2 separate regions of the Sus scrofa genome follow, and region 2 is linked to region 1. The links are chromatin contacts, called in public Hi-C maps. All regions are on one chromosome and are shown on one strand. Each heading gives the region's core, a stretch centred on a gene start, on an enhancer-like site or on the middle of the called end of the contact. The rest is flanking DNA. Distances are from core to core; before and after follow the strand shown. Region 1 has its middle 86 kb from the start of TMEM252. Region 2 overlaps PIP5K1B (phosphatidylinositol 4-phosphate 5-kinase type-1 beta).

The links. A called contact is a pair of places that touch in the nucleus more often than the background predicts.
Region 2: a Hi-C map of fetal liver shows a contact between it and region 1, with 2.0 times the contacts expected there. The contact joins two enhancer-like sites. A contact is called at or near these places in 2 of 47 Hi-C or Micro-C datasets (fetal liver and fetal skeletal muscle).

Annotation. Positions count from the first base shown.
Region 1 is chr1:221,931,305-221,938,863 of Sscrofa11.1, forward strand. No RefSeq gene overlaps it. Among named protein-coding and RNA genes, the nearest start is that of TMEM252, 86 kb to the left of the region's middle. Within about 2 kb of position 3,952, at least 5 of the 83 cell types and tissues checked have an H3K27ac peak or open chromatin away from gene starts, as enhancers often do. A contact at or near this core is called in fetal liver, where this site is marked.
Region 2 is chr1:222,115,211-222,122,769 of Sscrofa11.1, forward strand. All of the region lies in intron 1 of PIP5K1B (phosphatidylinositol 4-phosphate 5-kinase type-1 beta), which reads left to right. It overlaps FAM122A (protein FAM122A), which reads left to right. Exons shown (of 2, transcript XM_021085089.1): 2 at 4,397-7,127. The coding sequence ends at 5,515. Among named protein-coding and RNA genes, the nearest start is that of FAM122A, 4.7 kb to the left of the region's middle. Within about 2 kb of position 4,316, at least 77 of the 83 cell types and tissues checked have an H3K27ac peak or open chromatin away from gene starts, as enhancers often do. A contact at or near this core is called in fetal liver, where this site is marked.

The sequences.
Region 1 (7,559 bases), core at 2,702-5,201:
TGATTCTGGCAAGGGTCATCAGTGGAGGCTAAAACCAATTTACTTGTAAACAAGCTATCTATACAGTCTAAAAACATCTCTCCATAGATTATTACATCAAAGGGGAAAAGTTAGTTACCTTTAGAGTGAAAAAATCTGGTAACACTGCCAATGTCTAATCATCAATTATTTATTGACTGTGAAGAGGGAACAAATCCTCTAACGTGGAGAAATCATCAGGGCACCACTTCAACCCCATGATAAAAGTCATTGTCACCAAGAACAGGACAAACTGACAGTAGGTACCTCTCAATGAGAGACTAAGGAGGACATAACATGTGCATAATTTGATTCCTGTCCAAAGGAAACACCAAACAAACCCAAATCAAAAGACGCAATAGAATACCATTGGCCCGGACTCCTCAAGAATATCAGTCTCTGGAGTTCCTGTCATGGTGCGGCAGAAACAAATCCAACTAGGAAGCATGAGATTGTGTGTTGGATCCCTGGCCTCACTCAATGGGTTAAGGATCCGGTGTTGCCATGAGCTTGTGATGTAGGTTGCAGACGCAGCTCGGATTTGGAGTTGCAGTGGCTATGGCATAGGCTGACAGCTACAGCTCTGATTGGACCCCTAGGCTGGGAACCTCCATATGCCCTATTAAGACAAAAATACAAAAAAAAAAAAAAAAAAAAAAAGAATATCAGTCTCATAAAAGGCAAAGGCTAAGGAACCATTCTGCAATAAAAGAGACTAAAGAAAGATGACAGTGAAGTATAACCATGCAATCCTAGACTGGGAAAACATGTTCTCAAGGCCAAAATTGGCAAAATTTGAAAATGATTGCATTCAGTAACAGTATTATACACTGTCAAGGGTCCTAAACTGGATCATTAAACTGTACCCCTGTTCTTAGGAGACCCTTGACCATATGTTCAGGTGGGAAGTATCACAGTGTGTGCAACTTACATCAAATATTTCCTGTCTTGGCCCATTTGGATTGCTATAACAAAATACCATAGACTGGGTGACTAATAAACAACAGAAATGGATTCCTCACAGTTCTAGCAGCTAGAAGTCTAAGATCATTGTGCCAGCATGTTTGAGTAAGGGTACTCTTCTACGTTGGCTTCTCCTTGTGTCCTCACATAGGGGAAGGGTCAAAGGATGAGGGAGCTCTAGGGGATCTCTTTCATAAGAGCACAGCTCCTAATCATGTGGGCTCTGCCTTCATGACCTAACCACCTCCCAAAGGTCCCACCTCCAATACCATCACTTTGGGGGTTGGAATTTCAACATGTGTATTGGGGGAGAGAGGGGCACAATCATTCATCCCATAATAGTTCCTGATAATAATATTAATGTGTATATTTGTATATAGAGAGATAAAGCAAATGTGGTAGAATGTTAATCACTGGTGAAATGGTAAGATTATATAAGTATTCAATGTTGTCTTTTGCAGGGGTATTTTTTTTTCAAGATAAAAAGAAAAGAAATACCTATACAAGCCCCTTTACAAGTATAGGGGGTTCTGAACACTGAAAAAAATCTAACCAGTGTCTCTTTTTTTAAGGGCAACCAAAATATTACCTTTCACAGCCACTAAATTTCCTCTTGAAATATCCAAACAGGAAACAGGTGAAGGAGTAATTTCCTGCCCTGCCAGGCTCTTAAGAAAGAATGTGCAGTATTTGCTGTCGATTAAGAACCTGCGGTGTTTAGAGAAGAATTTGCTTTCTTTAAAATAAAGGAACCTAAGTTGAAAGCTCCCAAAGTCTAAAGAGCAGCTGGAACAAGCACTGCTACCAGCAGGTGCTCCTGTCTACCAGCCCTCTGTCAGTGGGCGGCCTCCGGAACCAGCCTGGCTGTGCGTGCACCTGCTGTTCCTGCTGCAGGTGGAGGTAGGGGCCGGGGGCCATTTGGATGTTCCTGTTCACAGAGCTCCTCCTGGACCTGTTTCACAGCACAGGTGAGCATGTGCAGGAACTCAGGGACTCAGCATGCAGCAATGGATCTTGGATGGCACTCAGTCCACCTCTCTCCCCGCCTTCCAATCTGTGGCTTTAATCTCCCCTGCAGTGTCCCAACCGAGGGTCCTCTACCCTCTGCTTAAACATAGCCAGTGGTTCAAACTCCTAGACAGTCTTTCCATTTTCAAACAGCTTCAATTGTTTGAACATTTTTCCTCTTACTAACAAGAACTGGAACAAAATATTAACTTGTTTTTCAAGGCACCTATTAAGAAAATTTCAATAAAAAAAAGGTCAAAACCTGTTAACTAAAATTGTGGAACACTTCAAAAATGTACAGTCAGAGTTCCCATCATGGGGCAGCGGAAACGAATCTGACTAGCACCCATGAGGACAGATTCAATCCCTGACCTTGCTCAGTGGGTTAAGGATCCAGCGTTGATGTGAGCTGTGGTGTAGTTCGCAGATGTAGCTTGGATCCCGTGTTGCTGTGGTGGTGTAGCCAGCTCTGATTCAACCCCTAGCCTGGGAACCTCTTTATGACTTGGGTGCTGCCCTAAAAAGACAAAAAAAAAAAAAAAGTGCTGTCAATAATTAAAATCACAGTTGACTGTTTCCAATCCTTTTAGCAAGGCATCTTTGTATCACATCATTCAGAAATGAGGGCTCCTCTCACCATACCCTGAGATATACCCATTTTATGGCTATTTTTTAAAAAGAAAAGAAAAGGGAGTTCCCATCATGGCGCAGTGGTTAACGAATTTGACTAGGAACAATGAGGTTGCAGGTTCGGTCCCTGCCCTTGCTCAGTGGGTTAACGATCCGGTGTTGCCGTGAGCTGTGGTGTAGGTTGCAGACGCAGCTCGGATCCCACGTTGCTGTGGCTCTGGCGTAGGCCAGCAGCTATAGCTCTGATTAGACCCCTAACCTGGGACCCTCCATATGCCGTGGGAGTGGCCCAAGAAATAGCAAAATAAATAAATAAATAATAATCTGGGAGTTCCCTTTGTGGCGCAGTGGTTAATGTATCCGACTAGGAACCATGAGGTTGCAGGTTCGGTCCCTGGCCTCGCTCAGTGGGTTAAGGATCCAACATTGCCGTGAGCTGTGGTGTAGGTCGAAGACGCGGCTTGGATCCTGCGTTGCTGTGGCTCTGGCGTAGGTCGGTGGCTGCAGCTCCCATTCGACCCCTAGCCTGGGAACCTCCATATGCCGCAAGAGCAGCCCAGGAAATGGCAAAAAGACAAAACAAACAAACAAACAAACAAAAAAGAATAAAAAATAGAGCAGGATTACCTGCAAATGTAGAGTATGTATATGTATATGTACAGATAGTGTGTTTGCACGTGCAAAGAGAGGGCTGTGGGAGGATGACTATCAGGCTATTCCAGGGGGATGGTGTTGGGTAGCAGGAAATAGTAACAGGAGGAAAGAGGAAAGCTTTTACATTTTACCATGTGTGTTTCGTTATAGTTTGTGGTGTTTTTTTTTTTTTTTTCCTAAAGAATACATGCCATTTTAAAACATTTCTCCCAAAAGTAAAACCACCAGCACAACAAAAAAGGCTCACTCACTTAAATTGAGCCAAGATCTGATTGCCCGGAGTTTCCGTTTTGTTCCACTCTCTGAACAACTCAAGATAAGCCTATTCCTTCTTGCACACTGCAGGGAGTCAGCTATCTGATGCCACCCCTGGAGGGCCCCCCTGTTTTCCTTCTCCAAGCAGTATGTTCCCATTTTCTTCAGCTGTCATTCGGTTGACAGGGTTTCAAGTCTCCTTGACATCCTGTCACCCTCCACTGAGCTAGAGCATATCAAGTGGGCTCAGAAAAAAATCCATGTGGATGTTCAGGTGGCACTTGGTCATCTGTTGAAAATTAGCAAGCCCCTGGGTTCATCCACTAACCTGGCCTAGCTTTGTGGGGTTTCAGCTGCTCTGTTAAGTGACTGTATCAGTGACTCACAGAGCCGGTCTGCAGTGGCCCCATGCAGTTCTTATCAGGACTACCACGAGCTCCCACAGCATTTACAAAACCTGGCTGACTTATCAAGTGCCAACCCAGGACAAGCACAGCAAGGGTGTCACATGATATCCTAGTTGGGCTTATCCAGATTAAAACCTTTGTCATTGCTTGAAGATGCTAGTTCTGGGGAGAGGGGTAAATTAAGTGTATGGGGTTAACAGACATATACATATACACCCAAGATGCTAGTTCTAGTTTCATTTATCATTAGAGTAACCATATCTCCCATTTGCCAAGTTGTGTCTTGGTTTAATGCCAGTTTGTCCTCACATAATTATTAATAATGCCCCCTTTACTCTTAAAAATCTTGCAGTCTGGACAATGACCTGTATGGTCAACCCGCTAATCACATACAAGTAATAATAACTCTTTCAGGTAAAGAAATTTTTCCTTTCTTTCTTTCTCTCTCTCTCTCTCTTTTTTTTTTTTTTTTTTTTTTTTTTTTTTTTTTTTAAGGGCTGCACCTGCAGCATATGGAAATTCCCAGGCTAGGAGCTGAATCAGAGCTGCAGTTGCTGGCCTATGCCACAGCCACAGCCACAGCCACAGCAATGCCAGATTGGAGCCATGCCTTCAACCTACACCACAACTCACAGCCGGATCCTTAACCCATCCTTAACCCACTGAGCGAGACCAAGGATCAAACCCACCTCCTCATAGATCCCAGTCTGGTTTGTTACCTCTGAACCATAATGTAACTCTGAGAAATTTTGTTAACATCAGAAAAGGAACTTATTATGTTTTTTGTTTTTGTTTTTGTTTGCTTTTTGTCTTTTTAGGACTGCACCTGGGCATGTGGAGGTTCCCAGGCCAGGGGTCAAATCAGACCAGTTAGCTGCTGGCCTATGCCACAGCCACAACAGCGCAGGATCCGAGCCGTGTCTGCAACCTACACCACAGCTCATGGCAACGCGGGATCCTTAACCCAGTGAACAAGGCCAGGGATCAAACCTGCATCCTCATAGAACTCTGAGAAATTTTCTTAACATCAGAAAAGGAACTTGTTCTTTTTCTTTTTTTTTTTTTTTCCGCTTTTTAGGGCCGTACCCCGTGGCATATGGAGGTTCCCAGGCTACAGATCAAGTCAGAGGTGCAGCTGCTGGCCTACACCACAGCAGCTCAGGATCTGATCAGCATTTTTGACCTATACCACAGCTCACAGCAATGCTGGATCCTTAACCCACTAAGCAGGGCCAGGGATCAAACCTGCCTCCTTATGGATACTAGTGAGATTCCTTTCCGATGTGCCACAAAGGGAACTCCCAAAAAGGAACTTATCCTTGATTTCAGTTAAATCCACAACATTTCTGGACATTTCAGATCCACAGATGCTGTATTTCAGGGGATGAGATAACTGCTAACATGGGTTTTCCTCTCTGAATTTGCATAACTGTTTTTGAAATGGGAGCCCTCAAACTTCATACGAGGGAACTAAGAACTAGATTCCTTGAGACAACTGATTTCAACCATGTCTTGAGGTTAACAGAGTAGCCATGGTGCATCTTCTTTTTCCATCCCACTTAGCAATATGCATTGCCTTAAAACTCCCTCCCTGCCTCTCCCACTCAGGAAAACGTATTCCCCCAGAGATCGGGAGAATTAACAATGGTACAACCAAGAGGTGCCGATTACATCAGCACATACCTAAAAGGAAAGCACCCAGCAAAGTGGTCAAGACTATTGCATCTGCCGCTTACTTGGTCAGGTTTCTTAACCACTCAATATCTCAGTTTCCCCAGCTGTAAAACGAGGATGAGAGTGGCCCCTACCTCATACGGCTAACAGGAGGCTTAAATGAGTTACTGTTTTAAAACAGTGCCTGGCCCACAACATGTGCTCCATAGGCATTTGATAAACAAAAAAATAAATGAAGTAACTTGACCTTGAGTCTAGGATTTTAAAACTGGACGGATCAGAGGAAAGAATATCAACAAAAGGTGGGGGAGTGGATCTGCTTGGCAAATTTGAAAATCAAACTGAGCTTTGTTGAGGAAATATCTCCAAAGAATAGAGTCCTATCAGCTGAAACATTCCACCTGTTACAAACACAGAGGAAATTGTCCTTTTAGTGGTTGGTGCTCTGGACACCTGCCTGCCTGCCATTTCCTCCTTGTCAATAAATGCTGAAATAGACCAACCTCATTAGTGCCAGGATGACATGAACATTAAATTGTGGTTACACTGAATCCTGTTCAAAGGTACAGTGAATGAGGGGGAAACAACTGCCATTCCTTCATTTACATGAAGCCTCAATGAAGTTTGGGTGGGGGGAGGGGCGCAAAGTTGGAGTATATTTCTCTCTCCTTTTTCTCCTGGAAGGTACCATCATTGTTTGTGCACAGGGCAGATGGGGTGTTAAAGGAACTGGAGTTCTCCCTATGCTGAACATAACAACAAAATTCAAAGTATCCTTGAACCAGGACTTTTCCAGTTCTGAGTTCTCCCTGTTCTCTTTATCTTTGCCTCACTTTGGCTGGTACCTCCAAGCCAAGCACTGCCAAAGCCTTCCTCTACCTTTCTCTCCCTTGCATGTGCTCAGTAGTTCGTGACCCCCTTATTATCGATTCCTTTCATGCGTTTGCTAAAGTCGAAGGTTTTCCTGCAGTCACATGGCTGTTTTGGGAATTTTTGAGGAGCCTATGAGCAATTTTGTTAATTCACCTCTTGGAGTTGAAGTGTTGATCTCGTTTCCCTTTTTGAAGTTCTGAGGAGATGTCTCATTTGGCCTCCCATGAGCTACCTTTGGCTGATGATAGATTTTGCTTGTTTTTTTAAAAAAATATGTGTGCGTGCATGTGGGTGTATACTGCAGCTATAGAACTTTTATGAAAGAAAAATAAAAACAAGAAAAGAATTACTTTTTCCCTGAACTTAGATCCAAACTTGAATTCCTATTCCAGACTGTCATGACCATAGGAAATGAGGAATATCCTTCTGCAAAGTGTTTTCCCTCATGATTTCTTTCAGATGCTTCAAAACAGAAGTTTTGGGTCTTTGGCCAAAGTCTGGTTCAGGTTGTTTATTTCCTCTGTGCCTGAGGGTGGCATGGTTTTAGAGGAACAAATAACATTAGAAATCTAACTGAGGTTGCCAGATTTAGCCAATGATAATTGAATTGATGATAAAAATGAATACATACTTAATATTAATTGATCCTGTTTAGAATGGCAATATCTGGAATGTATGGGGCATACTTATATTAACAAGTTGTTTCTTATTTATCTGAAGCTCAGATTTAGCTGAATATCCTGGGGAATTTTTTGGTTGTTTTGGTTTGGTTTGGTTTGGTTTTTAGCTACCCTAAGTCCAACCCACAAGGTCAAAGCCACTTGTCAGTGGCCCCTGTAAGCATACACTAACACAAAATTCTTTCTCTCTCTCATAAGTGTCTGGGTACTGTAGAAGGTAAGAAGGGATATTTTCTGCAGGGACAGATTTCTAATAAGTAAAGCGTGAGTTTGGAGCCCTCCGCAGGTAGGGAACAACACCTGTTAGGTGTCTGTGGTCTTCCAACTGACTGGCATATCAACTTCTGGTGATGGGGACCAAAAAGAGGGACACGAAAGAAAATCTTTCTCTCCAAAG
Region 2 (7,559 bases), core at 3,066-5,565, 180 kb after region 1:
TTGCAATAGGCTGAATTGCATTTTATGGCTGCTGTTTTCTCTTCTGTATCCTTTGAGAGGAAGCAATACCTCAATATATTAAACACTGCCTAGATCATCAGCACTGAGCATTTTAATTCTGTCAACTGTGTATATAGCATTTGGTTAAAAAAGAATGGAAACTTAGGACTTAAACGTCTTAGTTCACAAAATGGTTCATTCAAGTAGCCTACCTGCTTGGGCTGGAGGGTGCTACAGCTAATAATGATATTCTCAATATGAGCAAAAGAACTATCAAAGAGCACTTAGAATCAGTCTAGAAAAGCCTGTTACGCTGGATTTTCAAATGCTAGAATTTTCTTCCCTTTTAGACAAAGCTATATCAGTCCATTCATTCATTCATCCATCCTTCACTTGCACAATGATTCAACAACAACTTACTGAGTGCTATGTGTGAAGCTCTGTTCTAGATACTAGAGGTATAGCAGGGAAAAAAGCAATCATAGAGTTTGCCTTCTTAAGGATAAACAAGAAAGAAAAATATTGTATACCTATTGTCTGTCATGTGGGCTCTGAAGGGAAATGAAAACAGTAAGGGGTATGGGAGTATAGGTTTGGTGTTGGGAATTGATGTTGCTTTTTATAAAGGGAAGGTCAGGGAAAGCCTTTTGGTCAATGACATTTGTGCAGAGAGCTGAGGGATGGAGTAGTGTAGATGCCCACTTGAAGGAGGGTAAGCTAAGTGAAGGAGGGAGCATGCCTGGCCAGTTGAGGGACAGTAAGGAGGCGTCTATAGTTGAAGGCATTGAGGTTGGGGTGGGGGGGCGGCGGAGCAATTAGAAATGGGCAAGCAGAGGAATGGCAGGGACCCAGATAGGGCTCAGTAGGTCCTTGTAATGGCCTTGCCCTTTTCTCTGAGTGGGAACCCACCAAAGGATTTTGAAGAGGGAAGTGACTATTCATGTCTTATTTCAAGGATGACCTTGAACATTGGGTATAGAATTGACTGTAGGAACAAGGGTAGACACACAAAAATGAGTGAAGATTTCTAACAGGTATGTTCAGGTAAGAACCAAATGGCATAGATGTTTGATTTTGTGGTTATCACCATCTCTGTACTTTGTTGGTAAAGATAACCATTGTATTTATCCAGACATGAACAATGGTGGCCCAGTAGAAATGATTTAGTAATATACAAATTAGCAATATGCTATGGATATTATAAAAATTAGCTCTATACTTAATGCTTTTTTTCTACCCATCTAATACAGATTTTCTTCTGGAAGCTCTTGTTTTTATTTAAAATGTTTGTACCATTCTTTCAGTTGCTCCTGAACTTCAGTCATTTGTGACTTCTCTCTTCATCCTTTGTACATCCAAGCAGTCAGGGTTATTATCTTCCTCTCTCCACATCCTCTTCAGTTTTTTGCCGTTCTCAACTTTAGACCCTCCTTTCATCTTGGAATTAACTTGCAGATTTTCATCTTTAATTCAAAGGGAAAGCAACAAAATGAATATAGGTTTTGAAGTGAGATCTTGATGCTAATTGGTCCAGATCTGTGTTCCTCCATGTAGGGCCTTTTGCAGTTTTTGAAACTCAGTTGTCTCTTTGTAAAATGAGAGCAGCAGTATCTGCTTTACAGGATTACAGTGAGAAGTGGGACTAGAGAGTGTTTAAAGAGCCTGGAAGCATTGGGCACTTAGAAAAGGTTGGTTCTTTCTACATTATATCCTTCCTCTATCTGTGATCCATCTGTCAGGCCCTAAAGCATAGCTCTTACTGTGTCATTTCTCTTGTCAAAAACCTTCATTGGCTCCCTATTGCCCCACATGTTAAATGCAGCACTTTTGCCTGGCATTCAGAACTTTTGCCTGCCATTTGGAACTCCAATTCTCAGACTCCAACTTTAATTTATCTCTCTATGAAAATCGTACCTGTCTTCAAATTCTGTCTGAAATACTATTGTACTCACAAAGGTATGAACAGTCTGGATGTGGTTTCTCCTAGTCTGCATGTCGAGGGCGCTACCTCATGTCCATGCTCTGGAGCCAGAAAGACCAGGTCCCACTATGTCTTGTCACCCTGGCTGCATTACTTAATCCCTGCGTCTCAGTTTCCCCTGCAAAGTGGAATAGTGATACCTACTTGATAGGGTTATGGTGGGGATTAAATGAGATTCTATAGGTGATCCACTTTGAATAGTGTCTGGCACTTGGAAAGCTTAAGTCAGTTTCTATTAATTATAGGTATGAATAATCTACCTTATTTCATGAGCAGAATCTGTGTTTTACAGGGCCTTCAAATTAAAAGTTGTTTGAGATACAGTGAAAAGGGCAGGGACTAGGATTCTCATACTGGATTCTAGTACTGGTTTCCACTATTAAATAAGCTATGTGATGCTGACTGCCAGCCTCCCTGGATCTTTCTTCCTTCAGTTGCAAAAAGAGGGCTGAACAAAAATCACTAAGCTCTCTTTCAGTTCAGATAGACACATGGATATCTAATGAACACTTCCAACTCAAATCAACCAAAACAGAACTCTTAATTTTTACTCCTCTAAATGTACTTTCTCTATCCCAGTAAATTATACTGCCCTCTACCCAATTTAAGTAAAACATCCATGAGCTGCCTTGGAATTATCTATTTCTTTTGCCATCTAAATCTAATCTGTCTGCACATCCTATTGGTTTGCTTTACAAAACATATCCTGAATCCATCTACTTCTCCCTGTCATCACAGGTAGAATCCTAGATAGAAAATACTCTCTTACCTGAAATGTTGCCATAGGTTCCTAATCCATCTTTCTCTCTCCACTCTTGCCCTCTTTCAGCCTATCTTCCACAGAGCCAAAGTGATATTTAAAACTTAAACCAGATAATATCATTCTCCTGCTTGAAACTCCTCAGTTGCTTCTCATAACACTTGTAAGATCCAAACTCCTTTACCTCCTCATACCACTCTCCCCCTTATACTTCAGCTGTAGGGCCCTTTTTACTTTTCTTGCCAGCTGACCACACCCATGTCTGCCTTGGATCTTTGCACCTGCTATTCTCTATGGTTGGAATATTTATCCCCCAGATGTCAACATGATTGCTTCTTATCATTTAGATCTCAGTTTTATCTGATTGGCCCCTCCTTCCTACCAGTGCTGCTCTATTTTTTCCACTCCATTTATTCCTAAGATTTGCCACTATCTGAAAATAGCCTACACATTTATCCTTCCCCACCCTCCAGGAGAAATTAAATGTCCTAAACATTAGGGCCTAATTCCTACCACTGCAGTGCCTGGCACATAATTGGTACATAGAAAAAAATATGACTGAGTACATGAAAGAATAAATACAAACCGGAGTTCCCATCATGGCACAGTGGAAACGAATCTGACTAGGAACCATGAGGTTGCAGGTTCCATCCCTGGCCTCATTCAGTGGGTTAAGGATCCCGTGTTTCAGTGAGGTGTGGTGTAGGCTGCAGACTTGGCTCAGATCCCACGTTGCTATGGCTGTGGTGTAGGCTGGCAGCTACAGCTCCGATTTGACCCCTAGCCTGGGAACCTCCATATGCCATGTGTATGGCCCTAAAAACCAAAAAAAAAAAAAAAAAAAAAAAAAAAAAAAAGAATAAATACAAACCGATTTGTAATGAGATATGAAAGTTTATATTAATCACACTAGCCAACTATTGTGTTTTCATTACATTTGAGGACCCGTTGGTTTTCCCTTCATTTCATCCCTCATTATGAACATGATTGAGCACATATGCCTGTGCCAGAAATGACTATAAGTAAAACAATAGTAAATAGTTAATAGAATTACACACACGTTGGTTTTCTTCCCCTGTGACCTAAATAGTTCTGATTTACCATTCTCTCCAACTCCTCTCCCACGTACCACCTTGTGCAGATTACCATCATCTAGGGCCTAGAGGGTGGCCTCCTCTCTGGCTTTTTTCCGAAGATTTTAATGTCTTCTCCAGACTTGAGTCCTTTCATTCTTTCAGTTGCTTTCAGTTTTCCATGCAGGAAAAACTTCCACGTTTTCATTGTTCTCAGGACCGACCCTGCTCTACCAACCTTAGGTCCCACCCAGCTCACCCTCCACTCCAGGCCACACTCACTCCCTCCCTTCCTTCCTGGTTCCTGCCAGCCACTCTCTTCTCTGCTTCCCAAGCAGTTCTACACCGCATCCTTTTCTCAGGCTTCTTGGGATCTCAGGAGATGTCCCTTCCTCAGGGAAGCCCTTTCTTGTTAGGCCAAATATTACTCCTCATCATACAGTCCCACACCGCCAGGGGCCTCTCTCTCAGAGCTCTTATTTTATAAAAATATACTCCTGAATATGTTTGTTTATATTTTATAAGTATATACTCCTTAACATTAACAGGCATTAAAGCAAGTTTGCGCCCAGTGCTTATTAGCGGAAGGAACGTGCCCACTGGCTGCCCAAACATTCCTCGCCCCTCCCGCCAGGCCTGCGGCGCGGCTATTACGCATTAAGCAGGCGCTGTGAGGAGAGACAGCTCAGGGCGCCTGCGCAAAGAGACACGCATGCGCAAGGCACGAGCCCGCTGACAGATTCGCGGTGGCGGTGGTGGCGGCGGCGGCCCTGTATTGCGGGGAATGGGAATCCTAGGTCTCTGACTGAGCACCGCCCCCGCCTCCCTGCCCCCGACATGGCTCAGGAGAAGATGGAGCTAGACCTGGAGCTGCCTCCGGGCACGGGTGGGAGCCCGGCGGAGGGCGGCGGCAGTGGTGGCGGCGGGGGCCTCAGGAGGTCTAACAGCGCCCCCCTCATCCACGGCCTCAGTGACACTTCGCCGGTGTTCCAGGCCGAGGCGCCGAGCGCCAGGCGGAACAGCACAACGTTCCCGAACCGCCACGGCCTGCTGCTACCAGCCTCCCCCGTCCGCATGCACAGCAGCCGCTTGCACCAGATCAAACAAGAGGAGGGCATGGACTTGATCAACCGAGAGACGGTCCACGAGCGCGAGGTGCAGAACGCAATGCAGATAAGCCACTCCTGGGAGGAAAGTTTCAGCCTGAGTGACAACGACGTGGAGAAATCCGCCTCCCCGAAACGCATTGATTTCATTCCAGTGTCACCAGCACCGTCACCCACCCGGGGAATTGGAAAGCAGTGTTTTTCACCGTCTTTGCAAAGTTTTGTGAGTAGCAATGGATTGCCTCCAAGTCCTATTCCCAGCCCAACGACCCGATTTACTACCCGCAGAAGCCAGAGTCCCATTAATTGCATTAGACCAAGTGTTCTTGGACCATTGAAAAGAAAATGTGAAATGGAAACTGAATATCAGCCAAAGAGATTTTTCCAGGGCATCACCAACATGCTTTCTTCTGACGTTGCACAACTGTCAGATCCTGGTGTGTGTGTATCTTCCGATACCCTTGATGGAAACAGCAGCAGTGCCGGATCTTCTTGTAACTCACCAGCGAAAGTCAGCACTACCACCGACTCTCCTGTATCGCCTGCCCAAGCGGCGTCTCCATTTATTCCAGTAGATGAACTTTCATCTAAGTGATTCACCCACCCATCCTGAGACTCGGTTTTGTTTTTGTCTTTGCAATGGAGAGAAAAATCAAGCTGGAGCAAGCACTGAACTTTGTCGATTAATTTGAGGCTATTTCCTATTTGACCCTTTTCCTTTTTTGGAATTTCCTGAAATGTTGTTATTCTAGAGAACTTTATGTCAGGTTCCTGCAGATGCCCTTGACTTCAGTGTAGTAATATTTTCAGACGTTTTCCCAATAAGTGTGTTGAAGCATACATCTTTATGCTGCTAATATGTCTAAATACATATGTTATCCCTTGATTTTTTAAAATAACTGAGAGCTCTATTTATTTATGGGATTATTAAGTTCTGATGCAAATATAAATGTTGAATTAATCAGCATAGTAAACTGATGTTTTAAAATTCCATACTTCATGCCCACACTAATTTTTTAATGTTATTTTCAGTGATTGCTAATTTCTATTTGATGAAGTACAGTAACTTACCTATGTACACTTGTTTTTTAACTGTTAGTTATATCCATCCAGTGGTTGTCTATTTTACCCAGGAATCCTCAAATATTTAATTTTCTAGTACAGAAGTGGATTGGGAGAGGGTGATAAAGGAACAAAATACAAAAATTTGCACCAAATCTTTTAAAATTAAATATATAAAAGTAAATATTAAAAAACATTTTCTAATGAAATTTTAATAGTAAATCCATAAGTCATAAAAATATAACTCCTATACAGGATTTTTCTTTCTTTTTTTTTTTAAGCTAAAAAAGGTATTCTTTGGGGCATAATCCTAATGTGAAATGGGACAGTGCCTTACAGTCTTGGCCCACTGTACATAGGCTGAGGCCAGGTTCTTTGTACCACTGCAAACATTAAATTTTTTCAATACAGAAAATGTGTGGGAAGCCCTGTTGAACTTCAGCAGAACACCCAGGCAGATGAATTGCTCTCAATCATTAATAATCTTTATGATATCCAGTCATGCCTCAGTGAAAATCCTTGCCAGCAAGGAGCCAGAGCATCTTTTGGCTGCTTTTCTGCTCTGCCCATCTGTCACCTTGGTTTTCCTTGGCTCAGGAAGGAAGCAACTGTTTCCTTGCCAACAGGTCCTTCCTCTCCACCTCCTAAGAAACCAGGGCATCATCTGTTAGACAGAGATACAGTGTGACTCAAATTTCTGACAGTAAGCAACAATAGGACTGTGGATTTGTTTGAGGAACCTCTGTGGTTAAAGCTATAGCTGGAGTCAACTGCCTGGGGCAATGTCTGTTAACTGAGGGTCAGTGACTTGCCAGAGGAAATCAGGGGAAATTATTAGGTTTTGTTAAGGTAGAATTGTGGAATGTTCTTTTCTTTTTGCCTTTTACAGTTAAGACAAAATATGAAAGTATTCAATAACAATTTTTTATATTACACTTCCTTAATGATATTTTCTGTATCTTCCTTAGCTAGATAGGTAGATAGAAAGAATGGCAAACAAAAGAGGAAGGGAGAAAAAAAGACTTTTAGACCAAGAAACCAAGACAAAAAGTTCCAGCTTGCTTTAAGTTATTGCCTACAGAGACTTTTACAATTATGTGGAATTTTTAAAAGTATGAGAATAAATGGAACTGGCCAAATTTTGACAGTTGCCTCAAGAATTCAGTGAATTACACCAAGGGTAAGAGTGTGTCCACAGGTTTAAAGTTCTTCTGGGTAATTTTATTCATGTGCTCCAGTCCTGACCTTGTTCCTCAAATTCAAATGTGTGTATCCAACTTCCTTTTGGGTACTTTGACCTGCTTCCAGAGGTACTTTAACCTCAGCATCTCCAAAACAAAATTTATTATTGTTTTTATTTAACCTGTTTCTAAATTGCCTAAATTGATGTCATCCTATCTAATTTCCTAAACTGGAAACCACAGGGAGAATCTTTGACTTTTCCTGGTTCCCTCTCATATCCAGCTCTCAATCACCAAGTCTTGTTTACTTTTGAAGTGAATCTCATCTCTCCCCTTCCCTGTCTCTGTTGCTCCTGATTTAGCTTAAGTTCTGGCCTAAGTGATCTCTCAACTTGT